Linked DNA regions of Arachis hypogaea: region 1 is linked to region 2. The links are chromatin contacts, called in public Hi-C maps. All regions are on one chromosome and are shown on one strand. The core of a region is the stretch at or near the end of the contact, and the rest is flanking DNA. Distances in the headings are between cores, read along the strand shown. Region 1 has its middle 6.4 kb from the start of LOC112723758. Region 2 has its middle 12 kb from the start of LOC112720018.

Region 1 (4,629 bases), core at 488-2,987, 53 kb after region 2:
CAGCAACTTCAGGTGTAGTCCCCACCAAGGCACCAACAATCCCCCCCATTCATTTATTTATTTATTTTTGTACTTGATATCAAAAGAGACAAAAGTTATTCTGCATGTCCCTTGGCTTGCCATAGAATTTGGGGCTTTTTGTTTTACCCAAAGCGTCTTTACAAATTATTTTTACTATATATTTAAATTGAAGTTCACATGAAAAATAATTATGGTCCTATTACGTTAATAATTCAGATGTCAAGAAATTAACTGCATGAATCTAGACGTAAAGTTGGTACCAATAGCGGGTTTTGATATGGTGAATTTGGTAAGAGTCCAGCTAGTGAGACAATGGACTACTTGTACAATGTGTATAATGGGCTATTGAGGTAAAAATGAACATCTCCACTAGAGATAATAAACATTTTCTCAAAAGTTTAAACTGATTTTGGAGTTCACCAAGGATCGAACTCTTGACTTTTCGGATCTAACGTTCTAATACCATGTCATGATACCACTCATCCCAAAAACTTCAACTGATGAAAGAGGTAACACTAATAGTTATATCTCTAATACTCCCTAAACCTCCATTGTACACATTGTATATAAATATTCTATTGGTTCCTCATTCTTTCTCATTTGGTAAACAAATGTTCTTAAAATGTGTAGTCCAATTCTTTGCCAAGAATACATGTATAATTACTTAATTAATTTATAACTATGATTATGTGTTGCTTTCTTCTTTTCAAATGGCTAGATATGTTATTGTGTATGTTATTTTAAAGGTTTTCACTTTTTTTTGTTACGTTGCTGGGCTTTAAATTAAAACAAGAATTCAGACGAACACATCTTATACCTTTACATCTTTTTTATTTCTTTTTTTTTATTTACTTTTTTAATAAGGACTTTCACATTTGAAATATATTCAACATTTTATTTGCATGTTGAATTTAAAAGATTAGAAAGGTAACTAGGATGTAAAAATTGATTATCCATAATAATAGGGGCGAATTTTATATAGGATAAGATAAGGTGAGATGGATCGAATAGTGTAAAAATTCATGTATATCTACCCCATTATCATTCATATATGTTAGAGAACTATTAAAATGTTTTTTTTTTTTTTTTTGGATCCGACTCAACATAATGTGAGAAATATAATTATTTATTTACCTATTTTTATTAGTTTAATTTTATATCATAATATTTAAATTTTTATGATCAAAATGTTTAACATTTAATCTTTGTTGATTCCAAAAAAATTATAACAAAAACAAATAAAAGAATAAAAAAGCCTATATTTTAAAGAGAAGTGATTTAATTTTTAAAATCTGTATTTTTAATAAAATTGATATAGAATTAATAGATAATTGAATCCTAAAACATACCAGCCACAATCAAAACATAAGTCAAATTCAAATTCAGCTGAACCTATTTCATCTTGACCTATTGACACCCTTATGAATATGCCACTTTTTTATAACAATATGGACCAAAAATTATATATTAGTGGATTTCATCATGATTAATATCTATCTAATATATAATTCTATTCCTGGTCCTAGATCACGCTTTCGAAACAAAAGGATGAAAGTAATTGACAAATTAAATTAAAGTATTTTAAAAATATTAATAATATATATATGCATGCGCATCATATTTCAAATAATTTATTATGTATTATTCCTACGAGTACGACAAAGTACAACAAAGAATCTATGATCATTGATCTATCCCCTCCACTCTGAGAAGACACCCATCGCAAGTTTATTTATCAAACAGAAAATGAAATCTGTGCATAGAATCAATCTGGACCGTCCATATTGTGTTTCACTTTCATCACATCTTTTCTAGGCGTTGATTTGATGCTGCTGTCTCCTTCGTGGACCCAATTAGTGCAACTTGCCCTTGGCTTTATTATTATTTTCACTTCATTCTTTATTTTATTTTATTTATTTTCTTTAATTCGTTTCATTCTGCGCCGTTGGTTTCCCACCCCCTTCTCCTACCCAATTAATTTGTAGTTTTTTTTTTGGTTTAATTTTCATTTCTTCTGATGAAAATTAAAATGATAATAAATAAATAAATAAATAAATAAATAAATAATTAATTTGAGATAAATAAGAGATACAATATGTGGTAATGAAGATATTGTAATTTATTAAACAACATTTCAGCTCATCACCTTCATTAGTGATCACCATCATCAAATCAAATTATATAGTAATGTGTATATAATTGTAGTAATTGACTAAGTTAACATTGAAATATACTCCCACATGTCCAAATTGATCACTTGAATTATACTAAAATATTCATGTTCTCATTATTATGGATTACATGCACTTTTAGTTTTTTTTTTTTAATTTATTTTTGTGCGTTGGGTGAATGGTGATAGATTCATTATATTTTATTCCATTTCACATTTTACTATAGTTGGGCTCTAGATTTGTGTGAGGGCGGCTGAGCAATTTATTTATCCAGAGAAAAAGACAAATCCCTCCGACTTTTTTATTCGCAAATTTTTAAGTTTTTAAAAATTTAAAAATATATTTAAATTTTTTATTTTTTTAAAATTTGGACATATTAATTTCTGAATCTAATTTGTCTAATTTTAAAAATTTTTTTATGTGTGCATTCATATCAACTAGATCAATACAACGGGAGTTATTAATTTTTCTGTTGAGTCTGACAAACCTAAATAAACATAAAGAATCGATATGTCCATGTTTTGAAAAAGTCAAGAACTTAAATGTATTTTTAAATTTTTGAGAATTTAAATATCTGCGAATTAAAAGATCAAAAATCTATTTATCCTTTATTTATTTATTTATTAATTCTTAATGAAAATGTTTAAAATTTGAAATTTCATTTACACTCTAGAACTTATTTAATCTCTAAAAATAATTTCAAATGTATTAGATATACTGATATTTTAATAATTTTAACCGTTAATCTCAATTATAAAAAATATATATAATATATTAATTAAAATTAATAATTAAGATTATTAAAATATTAATATTTTAAATATATTTAAAAATGTTTTACACAGTGTCTCAAAAAAAAAAAAGTCAATTCCCGCTAAAATGAGTCAACGCGTTCTTGCATTAAAATTTTTCGGTAAAAGCCACTTGCACAATTTGGAAGCTTATGTTAGGAACTTAGGATAAATACTCAATTTAGCCAACTGTATTCAATTTTATAAAAGTAGAACTAATTAAACACACATTTAGCCACTAGTTGTCTAGTGATAGAGACTCAAATGCAAATGCAAATGAAAATGTGAATAAAGGTGCATTTCTTTTTTCACGTGAATTATAAAATCAAAATGTAGTTCTCACTAAAACAACGTTTTTTAATGAATTGCACAACTCTCATCTGTCCTCATAATTACTTCTTTACTTCTTTTCGTAGTTTTATAGTAATATGAAGTAATTAACTTTAATTTAGTAAATATTAAAAATAACAATGATAAAATCATAGTTATTTAATTATTATTATTAGAAATACAACTATTTATGTATTTTTTTCAATTAATTTATACTTTTAAAAAAAGTAATTTTATGATATGATATCAAAATTTTTATATTCAAAAAATCTATAATTTAATTATTGTTAACTCCAAAACAGAAAAAAATAAAACATAAAATAAATAAAAAAAGATTTATACAAAAATTTAAACAAATCTAAATGAGACTCTTACTTAAAAAAGTATTAAAAATATAACTATACTATTTATATGTCTTTTTTTATAAGCTTAAACTTTTGAAAAAAATAGTCACCAAAAATTTTTTTTGAAAAAAATGATCTCACGACAATTTTGTATTTAATATATTGAATATTATAATTTGTTAAAAATATTAATAATATTACAATTCTTAATTAAAATGAGTAAAACACTCAAATTAAAATAGTTGTATAATAGTATTCAATAAATATATTCAACATTTTATCATTGTGTATTTAAAAGACTAAAGAATTTATTATATAGACATATAATATTAAAACTTTATTAATTAACCCTTAATTTATATATGTGTCACCTTTACTGTGTGTATTTAATATTAAAAAATAGAAATAATATATATATATATATATATGTCTATCTAATTGATTTTAATTTATAAACACTAATAAACAATGTAATATTAGAAATCCGTAGGCTTACCATATTAGCACCATATTAGCAGGCTTGGTATATCAATGCAAGTTTGACGAATTTGTTTGTTTCCGAATTCACAGCATTTTTGTAAGGTTAATATGTTTCCAAGTAAAGGTGCAATTGTTGTAGTCTGAGAAAAGTTAACCTATTAATCTCCAATTATGAAGGAGAATACAAAATAATAAATAAATAAATAAATAAAATAATGGAAAAGGACATCAACAAATGTTGCGAAGCAACGCTGGATCTCTGAAGGGTCGGTGATGTATTCACCGTATTTTTTACAACTATATCGTCCTGGCCAATTAGATTTTAATTAAAATTAAATATTTTAAAAATAATACATATAGATAAAATATTTATAAATATTTAATTTATTTAAAATTATATATTTTTTAAAATGGTCAGAATTATTTGTTTCTTACTTAATTGTATTATTATATCAAAAAGTAAAATATGAAAGTGATTAGAGACAAATGACA
Region 2 (4,707 bases), core at 1,282-3,781:
ATTACAATTAAAATTTTTTGGAATTAAATATTGCGTCTTCTAGCTATTAGATAATAGTTGATCGTAAAAAATATATATATATTTTATTAGATATAAATTATATGTTTTCTCTGCTATCTATCATTCACTGTTTTGACTATTCTATAAATGAAAGTTTTGTCTTTAAAAAATGACAATTATTATATTGCTTGATTTTACTTCACTCAAATTAGTGATCTCTTCAAATGTTTAGAGTCAAAATTAGATCCAGATGCAACAAAATTAAGTAGTATAATATGTTTATGACAAAATTAAATAGTTATTTTATAAATGGTAAAGAGACAAAATATTCAGTTCAGTTATGGTAGATGCATGAATCAAATTAAAACTTGAATTTTTTTTCAGTATTAATTATTAACATGACGAACGAACAACTTTGCGTGAAAATGAAAATGTAACATAATAAAAATCGATTTACTAATTACCCTTATTATGTTAATATTAATCACTACTGTTGGCATTTTGGTTCTTATTTATAGTGATAATTATATATCTCACGATTAAGGATATTTGAGATTTTTTACTTATATGAATTTTTTTAATGCTTCAATGTTGGGGTTAGTTACTAATTCGAATTTGATCCAAATTTATATCTTTTGGGAATTAGTTGGAATGTGTTCTTATCTATTAATAGATTTTTGGTTTACACGTCCTATTGCAGCAAATGAAATAGATAGAATAAAAAAATATTTTAATAATAAAAAATTAATTTTAAAAATATGGAATAGTTTTTTTTATTTAATCTTATTATTTTCTAAATTTATATTATTCTGTTTCATATCTATTTATATATATATATATATATATATATATATGATATATGAAACAGAATAATGTGAAATCTAATATGATTTATATTTATATATTAATATTAAATTCTTATAAATAAATAAAAGAATATTTTAATAATAAAAAATTGATTTTAAAAATATAGAATAGTTTTTTTTATTTAATCTTATTATTTTCTAAATTTATATTATTCTGTTTCATATCTATTTATATATATGATATATGAAACAGAATAATGTGAAATCTAATATATATTAATATTTATTTTTATTTATATTTATATTTATATTTATATTTATATTTATATTTATATATTATCTAATTTTTAATAATAAAAATTAGTCATTAAAATCAGTTATTATAAATCTATATAGATTTATAATAACTGATTTATAGATTTATAATAACTGATTTTAATGACTAATTTTTATTATTATGTAGCATTTTTGAATAAAAATTTAAAGCAAGAAAGGGAGGTTGCAGATACATTGATGAATCCACTATAATATAGCGATTACATTCATATTCACATTCTAATTTCAATTCACGTTCTGATTTCTATTTTTGTCATAAATGTAACAATAAGCTGACATCACAGCCTTACAATTATAGATTCAAAGAAGGACTACCACATGGATCTCAACCTCCATTCTCATTCCAATAATTGGTGGTAGAAAATCATAACATCTACCAAATAATTTTGGTACAGTACCATGTATAATTTCAGGATATTAGTATTCTTAATTTCTTATAGTAATACACGGTTTAAAAATTGTCACATATTCTATTAATTAAAATCAATTTTAAAAATTTGAAAATAAAAATTTATATTATTGATTAGATAAAAAAAATTAATATCTTTACATAAGAAACACAGTAACAAATTCCAATAATTTACTCGATGCCAACTTTTTATGTAACTATAGAAGTGATCAAGATAAGGAGTCTTCCCAAGTGGAATATTCCCTTTATCATATTAACATAAATTTTCACTATTGCTCTCTCTAAACTTTTGCTATTCATAATATCAGCTTAATTTTGATCTATTAATAGTGTAAAATATTTTACACAGTTGTATATAATTATATCTATTTTTTTAGATGATCATTTATACAATTAATAAAAATAATTATTATTTTTTTGATATAATATTATATGATTGAATATATATGAAGTTACTATACACTGACACTGTATTAAAATTAATTTTTTATAATATATTCCCAAAAATAAATAAAAAAAAATCTTGATGACAGTTAACATATAAAACTAATGTGAGACATAATTATTCATGTGTAAACTTATAAAATTTATAACATGTTTGTTTTTTAAATTAACTTATAAAAATAATTTGCAAAAATAGAAAAATAAATTATTATTGTAGTAGTGTAAACTTATAAAATTAATAACATGTTTGTTTTTGAAATTACCTTATTATTAAGAATAAAATAGAAAAATAAATTATTGCTTCTTAAAAATTTTAAAAGATTTAAATAAAACACGTTACACAATATGGAGAGATCTAGAGTAATTTACAAGGTATAACTAAACCACTATAAGAGAAATTATTATCCTATATGAGTGCCAAAAAATAATTATTTTTCAGTGTTTTCTAATTTCGTTCTATGTGTGACATAGTTTCAAGATTTGTGTGGTTTGGCTTCAACAATTTGCAATTACAAAGTCATAAGGTTACCAATCAAAAAGTGCTGGTTGTGAGTGAGTTACCAACCCCACTGCTTTAAGGTACTCTCCACCAGACAGGGACAATGGTTTAGACTTTTCACACCTAATAAGGGCATTATTATTCAATGTCCCATCACTTTTATAAATGCCGTGACCACTCTTCATCATTTGTATTATTCACAAGTAGAGCTACTCATAAAAATAGGGTTTAATTATTATATTATATTTTATAATTTTATTAAATTTATAATTAATTTTTTATAATTTTTTAATTAAATCTTTATACTGTTTTTAATTTTATAATTAAATATTTCTTAATGTAAAAAATATTAAAATTAATTAAATATTTTTTCACAAAATAAAAGTATTTACAATTAAAAATATAATTAAATTTTTTTTACTACATATTTTTTAAAAAAATAATCTATTAATTTTAATATTTTTAATATAAAAATGAACTAATTATAAAATTAAAAATAATATAAAAATTTAATTAAAAAATATAAAAATCTAATTACAAATTTAATAAAATTATAGAAACTAATAAATTAATTAAACCTAAAAATAATGAAAATGGTATGATCTTGCATATTGTTATGATCTACACCGCTCTTTTTTATTTTCTCTCTTGCAATTTCAAAATGGTGAATGCTATAGTGCCTAAATGTGGTGCCTATTTACTAAAAAAAGTTAAAAATTAATATTTAATTTAAAAATTATAAAAATAAATAATTTTTAAAAATTCAAAACTTACTACAAAAAAAAAGTTAGGCAAAATTTAGGCGTCAAGTCATAGGCACCATAGAATTGGGGCTCATTTTTTTGGATATGAGAAGTATGTGTGTGTTGTGTATTATTGTAGAAAATGTGCTAGACATAGATATTGGAATAGCTTTTTCTGAAATAGGGATGAAGAAATCGAACCATCCGATTTATTTGTAAAAAAAATTAAGCTTACTAATCGGACAGTCCAATTAGTGTGGAAGAGGAATTTTAAATTTTGGTGAAGGTAATCGGACCCTTCTATTTGTGTACTCAAAAATCAGACGGTCCGATTTTTGTTCCTGACACCACACTTGCGTAAAGCACCTATATATACACTCCGTATCTGCGTCCTACACCATTCTCCCTTCCACATCTAAATTAAAAAGTGTAGAATTGGCCTCTCAAAATATCGACCTATATATACAAGATAGTTAAAATAAGGTTTTTATTCATTATAGTTTTCAGATTTTTTATTTTAATAAATAAAATAAATATATTAATTACTAAATTAAATAATTTCAAAAGTTATTACCGAAATTCGTCATCTTGTTAAACCTCATTTACACTGTAACGAGATGAATTTATACGTATCTTGTTTACAGTGTCAACGAGATATGACACGTAAACGTCACACGTGTATATCTCGTTGACACTGTAAACGAGATACGTGTAAACAATTTTTCAACAGCTATAAAAGGATGTCTAACTCTTGAGATTCTCCACATTTATTTCATATCTTCTTCTGTCCCGTTTTCTCACAAAAAGAAGGCAACAATGGCCAGTAATAGGGTATACATAGTTGTGTGTGTTTACCCCATTGTCGTATGAGAAATGGCGACAATGAGGTGATATTTGAGTGTGAGAATTCGATTCTGTTGCGGACTCAGCGTGTGAGTTTGTTGTCCGAGTTGAAGAGTTTGATATTGAGAAATCTTGGGGGCACCGAAACGAGGGAGGTCGGATGGGTGAGCTATAGGTTGCTGGCACCGCTGGGTAATGGAGTGTTCCAGTTTTGACTATTTGGCTTATAGGAGACGAGCATGTGCGATTGATGTTCGACATCCATGGGAAAATCATGGCAAAGCAAGTGATGGAGCTTTCTGCCGAGGTTGGAGATGTTGGTGGCGGTAGTTCTGTTCACTCGACCTACGTACAAGATGATCGACCTCTCGCACTACCCCCGTTCATGTCGCCATTCTAGTGGAGGACATGGAGATGGGTGAAGAAGACTCTGATGAGGAGTACGTTGCCGATAGTGGCGACAGTGATTCTTTCGAGGGGGTGATGACGAGGGGTTTGTACCAGAGACGCCCGCTCAGGTAGCTGTGCGCTATGTTTTGCCTCCCCCCAACCCGATTCCGGCGCTATCCGATGTACCAAGTCACTATCATATGTTGGATCTGGACGCCATGCACAAGAGAACTCCGT

What was found. Hi-C and Micro-C count contacts between places; a contact is called where the count stands out from the background.
Region 1: a Hi-C map of leaf shows a contact between it and region 2, with 1.7 times the contacts expected there. The contact joins two enhancer-like sites. A contact is called at or near these places in 3 of 8 Hi-C or Micro-C datasets (all in leaf).

Annotation. Positions count from the first base shown.
Region 1 is chr11:5,533,059-5,537,687 of arahy.Tifrunner.gnm2.J5K5, forward strand. No RefSeq gene overlaps it. Among protein-coding and RNA genes, the nearest start is that of LOC112723758, 6.4 kb to the left of the region's middle. Within about 2 kb of position 1,738, at least 1 of the 3 cell types and tissues checked has open chromatin away from gene starts, as enhancers often do.
Region 2 is chr11:5,479,495-5,484,201 of arahy.Tifrunner.gnm2.J5K5, forward strand. No RefSeq gene overlaps it. Among protein-coding and RNA genes, the nearest start is that of LOC112720018, 12 kb to the left of the region's middle. Within about 2 kb of position 2,532, at least 1 of the 3 cell types and tissues checked has open chromatin away from gene starts, as enhancers often do.